2 separate regions of the Sus scrofa genome follow, and region 1 is linked to region 2. A link is a contact called in public HiChIP or PLAC-seq data. All regions are on one chromosome and are shown on one strand. The core of a region is the stretch at or near the end of the contact, and the rest is flanking DNA. Distances in the headings are between cores, read along the strand shown. Region 1 overlaps KIF3C (kinesin-like protein KIF3C). Region 2 overlaps KCNK3 (potassium two pore domain channel subfamily K member 3).

What was found. HiChIP or PLAC-seq counts read pairs in DNA pulled down with a chosen protein or histone mark.
Region 1: a contact with region 2 is called in an H3K27ac HiChIP or PLAC-seq map of skeletal muscle. The contact joins two enhancer-like sites. A contact is called at or near these places in 3 of 47 Hi-C or Micro-C datasets (embryonic fibroblasts, heart right ventricle and mesenteric adipose tissue) and 1 of 2 datasets of contacts at active chromatin or transcription factors (skeletal muscle).

Annotation. Positions count from the first base shown.
Region 1 is chr3:113,004,488-113,011,052 of Sscrofa11.1, reverse strand. The region is part of intron 8 of KIF3C (kinesin-like protein KIF3C); the gene reads right to left. Among named protein-coding and RNA genes, the nearest start is that of ASXL2, 37 kb to the left of the region's middle. Within about 2 kb of position 3,927, at least 24 of the 83 cell types and tissues checked have an H3K27ac peak or open chromatin away from gene starts, as enhancers often do. A contact at or near this core is called in skeletal muscle, where this site is marked.
Region 2 is chr3:112,318,303-112,324,698 of Sscrofa11.1, reverse strand. KCNK3 (potassium two pore domain channel subfamily K member 3) reads left to right here. Exons shown (of 2, transcript NM_001315680.1): 2 at 1,021-2,253. The coding sequence ends at 1,943. Among named protein-coding and RNA genes, the nearest start is that of SLC35F6, 25 kb to the right of the region's middle. Within about 2 kb of position 4,333, at least 4 of the 83 cell types and tissues checked have an H3K27ac peak or open chromatin away from gene starts, as enhancers often do. A contact at or near this core is called in skeletal muscle, where this site is marked.

The DNA.
Region 1 (6,565 bases), core at 2,678-5,177, 690 kb before region 2:
TTCATAACCCACTGAGCCACAACAGGAACTCCAGGCGTTGGTTTCTTAGGACATCAAAAGCTCAAGCAACCAAAGGAAAAAAAAAAATAGGACTTCAATGAAATGAAAAATTTTTGTGCTTTAAAGAACTTCACAGGAGTTCCCGTCATAGCGCAGGAGAAACAAATCCGACTAGGAACCATGAGGTTGAGGGTTCGATCCCTGCCCTTGCTCAGTGGGTTTAGGGATCTGACATTGCCGTGAGCTGTGGTGCAGGCTCAGATCCTGTGTTGCTGTGGCTGTGGCACAAATCTGCAGCTGTAGCTCCGACTGGACACCTAGCCTGGGAACCTCCATATGCCGCGAGTGCAGACTTAAAAAGCAAAAAAATAAAAAAATTAAAAATAAACACAATTACAAAGAAAGTGAAATAACCAAAATAGGAGAAATTATCAAATCGTATAGGTGATAAAGGACTTGTAGCCAGAATATATAAATAACCCTTACAAATCAAAAAGACAATAACCCAATTTAAAAATGGACAAAAGATCTGGAGAGTCATCTCTCCAAAGAAAACGTACAAATGGCCAATAAGCACATGAAAAGATGCTCAACATTATTCGTTATGGAAATGCAAGTCAAAACCACAGTGAGATGCCACTAAGATGACTACAATCAAAGACAGACAATAACACATGTTGGTGAAGATTCGTACATTGTTGGTGGGACTATAAAATGCTGCAGCTATTTTGGAAACAGTCTGGCAGTTCTTAAGAAAGTTAAACATAGAGTTACCATGTGACTTAGTACTTCCACTCCTAGATATATGGTCAAGAGAATCGTAAACCTGTACATGAATACTCATAGAAGCATTATTCATAATAGCCAAAAAGTAGAAATAACCCACATGGCCATCAACTGATGAATAAACAAAATGTGGTATACCCGTAGAACAGAGCAGAACTTGGCCACAAAAAGGAATGAAGAACTCACAGGGGCTGTAACATGGACGAACCTTGAGAGCCTTGTGTCAAGTGAAAGAAAGTAGATGCAAAAGACCACACATTGTATGATTCCATTTCTATGAAACATCTGAAATGGGCAAGTCCATGGAGACAGAAAGTAGGCAGGGGTTTTCCTAAGGATGGGACACTGGGGAATGAGTGACTGCGAACAGGTTTTTCGGGTTTCTTTCTGGAGTGAGGAAAATATTCCGGAATTAGATAGTGGTGATGTTGTACAAATCTGTGAATACATGGGAGTCCTCAAAATTATACATTTTAAGGAGTTCCCATCGTGGTGCAGCGGAATCCAACTAGGATCATGAGGTTGCAGGTTTGATCCCTGGCCTCACTCAGTGGGTTAAGGATCTGGCATTGCCATGAGCTGTGGTGTAGGCCGGCAGCTGTAGCTCCGATTAGACCCCTAGCTGGGAACCTCCATATGTTGTGGGTACAGCTGTAAAAAGCAAAAAAAAAAAAAAAAAAAAAAAAAAAATCCAAAAAAACAAACAAAAAATTTTTAAATGGTGAATTTCATGATATGTAAATTACATCTTAATAAAGCTATTACTATAAAACAAACAAAACTCAGGCTTGGCTTTTTTTTTCTTAAGGGCCACACCTGAAGCATATATAAGTTCCCAGGCTAGGGGTCAAATTGGAGCTATGGCTGGTCGGCCTACGCCACAGCCACAGCCACATGGGACTTGAGCCACATCTGTAACCTACACCACAACCTGTGGCAATGCTGGATCCATAACCCACTGAGCAAGGCCAGAGATTGAACCCACATCTTCATGGATACTAGTAGGGTTTTTAAACTTTGAACCACAGCGGGAACTCCTGTACTGCATTTTTTGGGTGCTCGACAAACATATTTTTTATATTTATCCATGCTGCGCTAGATTTGATTATTGAACTTTAGCTCTACTGACTATCTGAAGGTTTCAGTACAGCACTTTATATGTATATGAGTGTGTGTGTGTATGTGTGTGTTATTTGCGTGTGTTTTATTTATGTCCTTTTGTTGATGGACATCTAGGTCAATTCCTTTCTCCCCCTTTTCTATTTAACACAGTGCTGTTGTGGGCATTTCTGCACAGGTATCTTCAAGTACATAGTCAACAATTCCCCTGGGGTATATACCCAGGAATGGAATGTTTCCGATGGGCATTTTCAGCTTTACTAGATATTGCCTAATTGCTTTTTTTGGTGGGGGGAGCTGTGTTTGCAGCACACAGAAATTCCCAAGCCAGGGATCGAACCTGCACCACAGCAATGACCAGAGCTACAGCAGTGACAGTGCTAGATTCTTAACCTGATGACCCACCACGGAACTCTCCAAATTACTTTTTTTTTTTGTTTTTTTGTCTTTTTGTCTTTTCTAGGGCCGCTCCCGCGGCATATGGAGGTTCCCAGGCTAGGGGATCCTGCATTGCTGTAGCTCTGGCATAGGCCAGTGGCTACAGCTCCGATTCGACCCCTAGCCTGGGAACCTCCATATGCCACGGGAGCGGCCCAAAGAAATAGCAAAAAGACAAAAAATAAAATAAAATAAAATAAAGTGGCTGTATCTATGAAGACGTTTCCATTGCTCTATATTCCTGGCCGACTCATGGTATGTTAGACATTTTACTTTCAGCAACTTAAGGAGTGTGAGGAATTTTACTACTCAAAGCAAACACACAAAAAAGACAGAAAACAAGAGAGTTATTTACATTAAAAAAAAAATACAGGATTTTGCACCTGTGTTATATGGAAGTTCTCAGGCTAGGGGTTGAATCAGAGCTGCAGCTGCTGGCCTATGCCACAGCCACAGAAATGCCACATCTGAGCCACATCTGTGACCGCATCTGTGACTCAGTGGATGCTTAATCCACGAAGTGAGGCCTGCATCCTCACCGACACTATGTCAAGTTCTTAACTCGCTGAGCCACAACAGGAATTTCCTGAGTTTGTCATTTTACCCTGGGCAGCTTCCATGTGTACACAAGGTATGCATGTCAATAAACTTGCTTTTATTTCTCTTGTTAAAAAAAAAAAAAAAAGTACAGGATTTGGAGTCAGACAGATCTGCGTTTGAACTTGGCTCTACCCCTTAGAGCTCTGTTACCTTGGGAAGTGGCTTATGATCTCTGAGCCTAGCTATCTCATTCTTATCAAACAGAATGGCTGAGATTAATCCAGAAAATCACTCAGCACAGTACCCCACAGAAGGGCTCCACACATGGCAGCTGCGATGACTATTTATTCTCAATTCCATGTGCTAATTTCAAGCAGGGATACAAATGAGCAATGAAAAAAGCCAAAAGGCAGACAGTTAGAAGACAGAAGAGAAGAAACAGGCTGGGTAATTCAGAGATAGGACATTCTGTCCTTGAATAGTAGAACAAGCCGTACAGGAGCCGACAGAGCAACGCCTGCCTTCTGCAGCACAGAGGAATGAGAAGCAACACTCTCGGGGTTTTTAACCAAGGGCACATACAAAAGCACTGGATCCCACGTCGGGCCCCTGCTGACCCCTCTTCACAGCTGAAAACAAGGAAGGATGAGGCTGTAGAGGCCCCGGTTTGTTCTGCTGCTGCGCACCCTCTGAGAGGTGGGAGGGCTGTGCCCAGGAACAGCGGCAGCGCTGAGGGAGGGAGCAGGAACACCCGTCACAGAACAACTTGGCAATTGCAAGGAGCATCTATGCCCACTGGAGCTTTACAGCAACCTCCTGAGGTGTAGACAGGGCAGATCAAGAGGCTCAGAAAGCAAAGTGCCTTTAGGGTCCAAAGTCCTACAACTGGGAAGAGGCTCAGAACTGAACCTTCCCAAATACTCTTCTTCTGATGCTGGGCTGTCTTTGAGGGAGCACCCACAGAACAGTCTGGGCCTGCATGTCCCTTGCAGGCTGCAAGCTCTGGGAACAGGACAGGGGGACAGGGCTGGGCGAGCAAAGCAGTGGATGAGCGTGAATTGGCAGCCTGACCCAATAAAGATGCCAGGGCTATTCTGGGTGGCGGGCAGGCAGAAGGGGGTGGGGGAGGGGAGTCTGTAACTGGGACACCGAACTTCCCATGTCCTCTCTTCTGCTCCAGGCCTTCTTGCCCTGATTGATCCCTTTGTAGTAAGCGAGTTGTGGCTGACAGCCCCTGAGTGGAGGCCTGGCTCTGCATGTATTCATCCCCCCACCCCACCCCCGCCGAAAGAAACCCAGTTATCCTGTGCTTAGCAGATCCTTCAGCGTTCTCTTAGGACCCTCCCTCGACACAGCTGCTATCACAGTCTTCTTTCTTCCCTTACTGTTAAAAAGCCCTCTCTCAGCCTCACGGCAGAGGCTGACCCCAATCTCACTACCAGCTCGGTCAGCTCGCCGCCTTCCCTCTCCTGCCCTGAGAACCAGCAGCCAGCCTCACAGGATGTATTTTCCAAGTCCTTTACAAGCACCTGCCGCAGCAAATCCGACTTTTCTGCATGATCGGGCCCCTTCGGCCCTGCAGGTCAGCTGTCCACCTCGCAGCATCCCCTGCGCGAATAAGATCCCGCTCCTCTCCCAGGGGCCCTTCACACGGCCCACAACCTGCCTGGGAAGGCAGACACTGTGCCCTGTTGCAGATTCTTCTGCAGCTGTCCTGGGCCTGTGAATGAATCTAGGGACTCAACCCAGAGCTGAGAATGTTCTGACTGAGGTAAACGTTGCCTCTGTAATGAAACCAGTGTAACTTTCTATCCCGATTCTATTTAGAGCCAGGAATGCGCTGGCGTTCTCCCTCTCCCCCCCCCCCCCCCCCCCCGCCCCGGCTTCTCCCTCGCTCCCTCTCCCTCTCTCTCCCTCTCTCAATTTGGAGGCAGCCTGTATAAAAAAAATCAAAATCTGGAATTCCTGTCATGGATCAGCGGAAACGAATCCAACTAGTATCTTTGAGGATACGGGTTTGATCCCTGGCCTCACTCAGTGGGTTAAGGATCCTGTGTTGCTGTGGCTGTGGCTGTGGTGTAGGCGGTCAGCTGTAGCTCTGATTTGACCCCTATCCTGGGAACCTCCATATGCCGTGGGTGTGGTGCTAAAGTAAAAAAATAAAATAAAATAAATAAATAAATCAACATCTGAAACAAAAGCAACACACTGCATTGTCCTTCTATGGCACTTCTAAGGGATGACGGCAAGCCGGTTTCCCCAGAGCCCCCACAATCATCCTACTGGCTTACTGGTAGGAGTGGAACCATTTCTGGATCATCTCCTCTGTGCCAAGTATTGACCTACAGCCTCCCACACATCATCTCATTTCAATCTCGACCACCCTGCAGGGATTTTTATTTTACTTTATCGTCCTGACTTTGCAAGTGAAGAAACCTGGGTTCAGAGAGGTTAAACAACCTTCCCAAGGCAGAGCAGGGGCTAGAATTCAGAATGCTCTAAGTCCCAAATGCAGTCTCTACTGCACCATGAAGCCTCTGAAAAGAATGCAGGGTGGCAGAGATTGCAAAGGCCAAAGGGCTAAAGTTACAAACAGAACTTTGTAAACCATGGGCTACAGACGTTGCCAAATACACAACCCTTAGAAGGCAGTTTTGAACAAACGCAATTAAAAAATGAAGTCTATTATGAAAAAGCAAAAATAAAAGGTCATACTTGTAAAATAGTGGTTGCTGCAGATGGCTGCAGAAATTTTCTTTTTTTTGTCCCCCAAAGAAACTCTAACACAAAATTGTGGTTGTGGAAGGCACCGCACCTGAAGTTACTGGGTATCAACAAGCCATGGCACAGAGATAGTGGAGAAAAAAGAAAATGGGACAGACCTCCAAAATAAGTTGACAGGAGCAGAGCAGAGTGTGTTTCAAGAACTCCCCAACAGAGCTGCCGGGAAGAGCATGTGGGGTAAATGCTTGGTGGTGGGCCGGGGGGTGTTTTCCACCAAAAGGGACAGCATGACATTAGGTAATTTCTTTCTGACAATGCTGTCTTCTTCTCCCTTTGAGCAGCCATCAGTGTTCTCATCCCCAGAATACCACAGGCTCAAGTGAAACAAAATATTCCACACTTGACTTGAGCATGTGGGACAATGGCTTGATTAGTTAAATATGCTTTGGGAAGAAAGAGGTTTTCAGCCCTGATTAAGCTCTGCTGCAAACAGTGGGACCCGATTCCTCCCAGAGACGCATTTTGTTCTATAGCCTCAGACCTCAGGGCTCCTCAAAATGGGTGAAGCTGCATCCAAGCACTGCCCCCCGCCCACCCCAAGCCTTCCCCTGTTGAAAGGAGGGGCTGGGGGCAGATGATCCAGGAGGTCCAGGCCAGTGACTCTTACACTGCAGTGCTACCCTGGGGCTCTCTGTGCTGAGTCACAATCACCCTTGGGAGTTTCAATTAGGAGGGAAGTGTTCTGACTTCATTTTGACCACCAACTGCTGCTAAAAAAAAATTTAATTAAAAAAATTTGTTTCAGGGGGTTCCTGCTGTGGCTCAGTGGTGATGAACCTGACTAGTGTCCATGAGGACGTGGGTTCGATCCCTGGCCTCGCTCAGTGGGTTAAGATCCAGCATTGCTGTAAGCTGTGGTGTAGGTTGCAGACGAGGCTCAGATCCTGAGTTGCTGTGG
Region 2 (6,396 bases), core at 3,084-5,583:
GTCTTCAGGCAGAATTCTTGACTTAGGCCATGTGACTGGCTGGCTGGCTGGCTTGGAGGGAGGCTTTGCCTCTGCCTGGCTCCTGGCCCACTGAGGGCGGAGGAACTGGGGGGGGGGGGCATGATAGGGGTTGAGGTTGTCTGACTGGTGATAGTAACACCTGGAAGAACCACCAGGGCTCTTCCTTTGACAAAGACAATGCCACATCCCCTTGAGGACAGACCCTACTTTGGGACCAGGCACAGAGGATGACCCCCGGGCCCCAGACTGGGTCTGATGAGGACTCTGGAGCATTAAGTCATGGCGGGAGGGAACTGTCTCCTTTCTCCTTCTCTGACATGGGTGGACCTGCTGCTGCCTCTGGGAGATTGGAGGGCCCCAGGCTCGAACTACCATCCTAAGCTTTGGCTGAAATTAAGGAAGTCATCAAGACGCATCTGTGCCCCAGGTTCCCCCCTTCACACTGAATCCCAGAATGTCAGAACTCGTTTGGTCCAACCTCCACCCATTACAGTCAAGGAAACAGAGGCCCAGAAAGACACGGAAGAGGTCCAAAGCCCACAGACACTAAACCAAAACCCAGGTCTCCCAACTGACTCGCCGGTACCGTTCCCTCTATCCATACTGCCTCTAGACTTAAGTTGCCAACAGCAGTACGAGTCAGCTCCTTTTCTGGGTATAGAAAACAGCCAGGTCTTTGAAGCCACCTTGCCTCTAATTCAAAGGCAGGTTGCTCTGCTTCCAAACAATGAGACCTTGGAAAAGTCACCCAACCCTCCCAGTTTCCCCCTTTATTCCTACTCTCCCCACGGAGAGTCATGAGAGTAAATGAGAAGGCATCAGCAAGGAACTAGCACAGCGCCTGGGGACAAGGATGCGCCCATAATTGTGTGTTGTCTTCCCTCGGGCCAAAAGAAAGAAAGGGGGTAGGAAAGACGAGAGAAAGGGGGAGGAAGGCAGGTTTCTGAACGGGCAGCCCCTTAGCCAGTGCTTCCTCTTCTCTTTCCCCGTCTTCCCCAGGCTATGGCCACGCAGCGCCCAGCACAGACGGCGGCAAGGTGTTCTGCATGTTCTACGCGCTCTTGGGCATCCCGCTCACGCTGGTCATGTTCCAGAGCCTGGGCGAGCGCATCAACACCTTCGTGAAGTACCTGCTGCACCGCGCCAAGAGGGGGCTGGGCATGCGGCGCGCCGACGTGTCCATGGCCAACATGGTGCTCATCGGCTTCTTCTCGTGCATTAGCACACTGTGCATAGGCGCCGCCGCCTTCTCCTACTACGAGCACTGGACCTTCTTTCAGGCCTACTACTACTGCTTCATCACGCTCACCACCATCGGCTTCGGCGACTACGTGGCGCTGCAGAAGGACCAGGCGCTGCAGACGCAGCCGCAGTACGTGGCCTTTAGCTTCGTCTACATCCTCACGGGCCTCACGGTCATCGGCGCCTTTCTGAACCTCGTGGTGCTGCGCTTCATGACCATGAACGCCGAGGACGAGAAGCGCGACGCCGAGCACCGCGCGCTGCTCACGCGCAACGGGCAGGCGGGCGGAGGCGGCGGCGCGGGCTGCGCGGGTGGCAGCGCGCACACCACGGACACCGCCTCGTCCACGGCGGCGGCGGGCGGCGGCGGCGGCGGCGGCTTCCGCAACGTCTACGCCGAGGTGCTGCACTTCCAGTCCATGTGCTCGTGCCTCTGGTACAAGAGCCGCGAGAAGCTGCAGTACTCCATCCCCATGATCATCCCGCGGGACCTCTCCACGTCCGACACGTGCGTCGAGCAGAGCCACTCGTCCCCGGGAGGGGGCGGCCGCTACAGCGACACGCCCTCGCACCGCTGCCTGTGCAGCGGGGCGCAGCGCTCCGCCATCAGCTCCGTGTCCACGGGCCTGCACAGCCTGTCCACCTTCCGCGGCCTCATGAAGCGCAGGAGCTCCGTGTGAACGCCCGGCGGGGCCTGCAGGACCGGGAGCGCGGGCGGGGGCCTCCTGCCCGGAGGAGCAGCGGCGGGGGTGGTTGCGAGAAGACCGCCCTAGCCGCCTTCGGCCCCTTGGGGTGCCCCTACATCCCTACAACCTTCCCCCCCCCGCCCCCCATCTCCAACTGTGCCTGCTTGAACCAGCCCGCAGGTGCCCGGGCTCTGAGGACCCCTGGAGCCCCCACTGCGCCCTGCAAATTCCGAGAAATGTGAAACTTGGGGGAGGGGGGGTTCGGGGGAGGAAAGACAGAAGCTGGGAGCCTCCCATCCCTTTGGAAACATAAGGAGCTCCCCAGTCCGCAGAGGCCCTGCTGGTATCCAGACCACCACCCCCTCCCCCTCCTCCTCCCGGAGGGAACTTCGTGTTCCTTGTCCGTTTGCATCTCTATTTATACCTCTGTCCTGCCAGGTCTCCCACCTTCCCTGGGCTCCAGATGTCAAGGTGTCTTTGTCGAGGTCACCCCCACTCGGTCCCACTCTTCTTCCTCATCCCCAGCGGTGTCTCCCCGTCTCCCACTCCCTTTTGTGTTTTGCATGGCTTTGCAGTTATGGAGGAAATGGAAACTCTGCCGTCTCTGAAGCTAGTCCCAGAAGGCAGGCAGATGGAAGCAAGGACAGGCCGGGGTGCAGGAGGGGCAGAGAAGGGAAGGGGGAGGCAGGGGCCCTCCGGTCTGCCGGGTGGTCCCCGGGAAGGTGAGAGCTAACTGGCCTCCAGTCACACCCTTCTGGGGGGCCAGGGGAGTCCAGCCTTCCAGACACTGCCCTTAGTACCAAACAGAACACTTCCTGCTCTCCATCCCTGGCCGCTGCTGCTAATTACCAATTCTTAGGTCTGTGGAGTGAGTTTGAAAACCCTGTCCTGACTACTGGGTTCGTTCGACTCTCACCACACCCCAGTTAGGTCCCCGGGGCAGGGGTTCTCAACCCCGTGTTACAGATGACACTGAGACCCAGACAGGTGAAGTGACTTGCCCAAGGTGACACAAGTAGCGAAAGGCAAAGGGAAGCAAGAACCCAGGCTGCTTGTTCTGAGCCTCCGTGCTCTCTCCTTCCGACTCCCCTGCCCGCTCTTGAAAGCAGAGTTCCTGGCCTACGCGCCCTGGCCTTGTGTGGTCAACTGGGCCTTAGACTAGAACCAGAGCCCGGGACTGAGCCAGTGCCGGGCTCAGCCACTCCTCCGCTTGACCACAAGGCAGGGCTCTGAATGAGCTGCTGAGGCAGGGTAGGACCCCTTCGTCTCTGGACTGTCTGCTTACAAACGGGCATCCTAGGAACCAGATAAGCAGGCCTGGGTCTCGTGGAAGAAAGGCCAGGAGCTAGGGCTCTAGGAGTTTGGGAATCAGCCAGAGCGGCCTAAAGAGCCACCAGGCGTATCCTACTGGGACATTAGCCCTGGCCCCACAGCCAGCGTTGGTGCCTGTGTTCCGAGTAGCTAGAGAAAAGCTACAGCTGCAGCCAGGAGCACCTCTCCCAGATGTGCCCACCTACCTACCTTCCGGCAGGTGGAGGTGAAACCCTGGGTACCACGGGGGCGGAGCTGGGACGGTGACCCGACAGCATCAAGGAGTGGGTGAGGGGTCTCTCCCCTGGATGCCACCCCTTCTTACCGTCCCCATATCAGCTCCTTAGCTCTGCTGAGCAAGGCCAGCCCTGGCATTAGGGAAGCTGAAGTGGGGGCCCACAGAGTGATCAGCCTCAGCACCGCCCCCCACCCCACCACCACCCCAGCCGTCTGCTCGGCCTCTGGGCACCCCTGGGAGGGAAGTCTGGCCGGGCCTGTGTGTGAGTCCCGTCTTAGTGTGGAGGAGCTGGCTGCCCGGGCGCCGCAGAGAGAAGGACCCAGGGGTGCCCTCTGTGTTTATGGGGGCGGTGCGGGGCAGTGCTGGCTGCCTCTGTCCTGTGTGTGACCCTGCCCTCGAGGGGTCCTGTCCCGTCTGTCCCGAGGGAGCCACAACCAAAGTTACAGAGAGATGGTGGGGAAGGTGGCCAAACGGCCTGGCAGAGCGTGGCCGCCTGCTCGGTCTCCAGCCGGGTCTTTCCCAGGGAACTGGAAGGTCAGTGTTGCTTCCCCCTCAGCCCCTCCCACTGCAGGCAGCCTTTCTGCTTCCCCAATGCCTTATGCCTGGGCACACTGCCACAGAATATGCAATAGGCGTGGGTGCCTTGCCCCCACGCCCACACCCTCACCCCGGGCAGCCCCTGGACCCCAAAGGCCGCAGCTGCCACGGCCTCCCTTCAGCCCCTCCTTGCCTATCTGTCTTCACACTGAGAATGGCGCCTAATAAATGCTGTCCATGGAGACCAGGCTCAGGCTCAGCTGCCTCTGTCATCGTATACCCTTGGCACTGCCAGGGAGCGGCCATCCCCCCCGCGGGTCTGCAGATACAGCAGCAGGTGCACTTCAGGGGCAAAGAACATTGCAAGCACCTCTCTTTGGGGCACGTTGTTGTCTGGGCGTGGAGGGATAACTCAGCCTGGGATAGGGTCCCAGAGCCCAGAACAGACCCAAGAGCAGATGCAGCCTGCCTGCTGGTGCCAGTGCCTGGAATCTGCTAGCTGGTGACTTCCAGGTGCCACTGAGTACAGCCCACAGTAGCCTTTGCTACCACAGCCCATGCCTAACTATCTCTCTGTCTTTCTTCCATGAAACAGTGCTTAACCCTTACTGCAGCCGATGCATCCTAATACTTTCTACTCCAGCTCCCGTTCTCCAGCCTACTACACTGATTTCCCTCCCCGCTAATGGTTTGCTTCTAGCAGAGCGAAACACACTGGAGAAAGACGGGGGGGGGGGGCACTTTATCCCACCTACCCTCATAGGTCAATTGAAAGATACACAGGGAGACTTATTTCCTGGGGACTCAGGGGTCAAAGAAAGAAGTCGAGGCCACTTCAAGAGGCAGGACACAGCCAGCCTTTGTGTGACAGTGCTCCTGGCCACTCCCTGCAGGTGCAGGCAGGCTCCTGGGACACAGTGCTTGGGCTTTGGCTCCTGGGGGTGCCCATGGCAGAACTGGCCCTGACTCCGATTGGCTCCCTCGCACCTGAGACCACCTCCTCAAAAGCCAGGGCTTTCCGCCCACAGCCTATCTGTCTCTGTCTTTCTTAGGACAGACTTAAGACAGCTACGTCAAGAAACAGTGTCATTTTTGAGGTCAGCAGTGTCCAGTCCAGGGTGGCTTTGACTTTCTTAAGTGGTTCCTGCAGGATATACACCTGCTGACACTTGCCCTTCTTCCTTCATTCCCGGGGGGCAAAATAATCAGAATTCCAAGGAGTCCCTAAGGACTGCGTCACCCCAGTCTTCCGAGGGACAGGCAGAATCACGGCCACGGTGAACTGCGCTCCGCTCCTGAGGGCTCAGAATCACCCACGGTCCTAGTGTGGGCTCTTCCATCTCCAGAAGAGGCCACCCCCACCTTCCTCACTTCCCCGAAGCCTCTGAGGCATCCTGCACTGAAAAATACATGTACAGCAAAACAAAAATAGAAAAAGCAGCACCGCAGAGTGGGGCGGGGTATAAATATACCCAGATCCCGGCTGATGTGGTTACTCTGTGTGAGCCTCCAGTGGAGACAGAAGCTTCCTGGGAGCTAAGAGAGAAGGACGTATGTGATGGCAGCTCTTCCCCAAATGTGTCCCGTGGGGTGCCCTGTGGGAAGAGAGTCCCCTGGGCAGACGACTCTGCAGAAACGCTGCACGAGGCGCTCACGCGTGGAGCTTCCCAAGTCTCTGCACATGAGGGCCACGCGCTGAAAAGCCCAGCGTGGCTGTGCTTAACCCAGCATGGCCCACCCTCGCTCCCAGCACCAGGCCCTCCGCGAGCGAGATGTCTCCTCGCGTCCTGGGTCCCACAGAGCAGGCTTCGGTAAATGCTGATCTGGTGAAATCTCCATCTGGTGGAGAGAGAAGGTTGATCCCTCCCCCTCGATAAACTCTAAAAGGAGCTTAGCTTTTAAGTCCTTCTCTAAGTGCAGGCCATGACGTTACAAAATACACAGTTTATTCCCTGTTATGCGTCAACTCAAGCCAAGGCTTGGGACAGCTCACTTGCCAAGATCAGGCAGGGAGTTGGTGGCAGAGCTGGGCTTTGAGCCCAGGCCTGGTGGCTCCCAAAGAGTACGCTCTCACTGCCCTGTCCCCAGGGTGGTTCATGTCGTCAGCAAAGATTTGGCAGAAGTCGCAGAGCTGTTTAGGACATGTCGTTTCTTATTCAGAACCTGGGGGGGAGGGGGCGTCATCTAAAAACATCACCCTTCAAAGATGACACACCCTGATGGAGCCAAGAAATTCTGTTCCACCTCCGGTCCTCCTCCTCCCACGTGTAGCTCTTTCAACAGGCTCAGCGTAGCCCCCCAAGGCCGACAGTACCCACACAACTTAGCTCCGGAAGCTGGAGCCAGGAAGGGCCGTCCAGG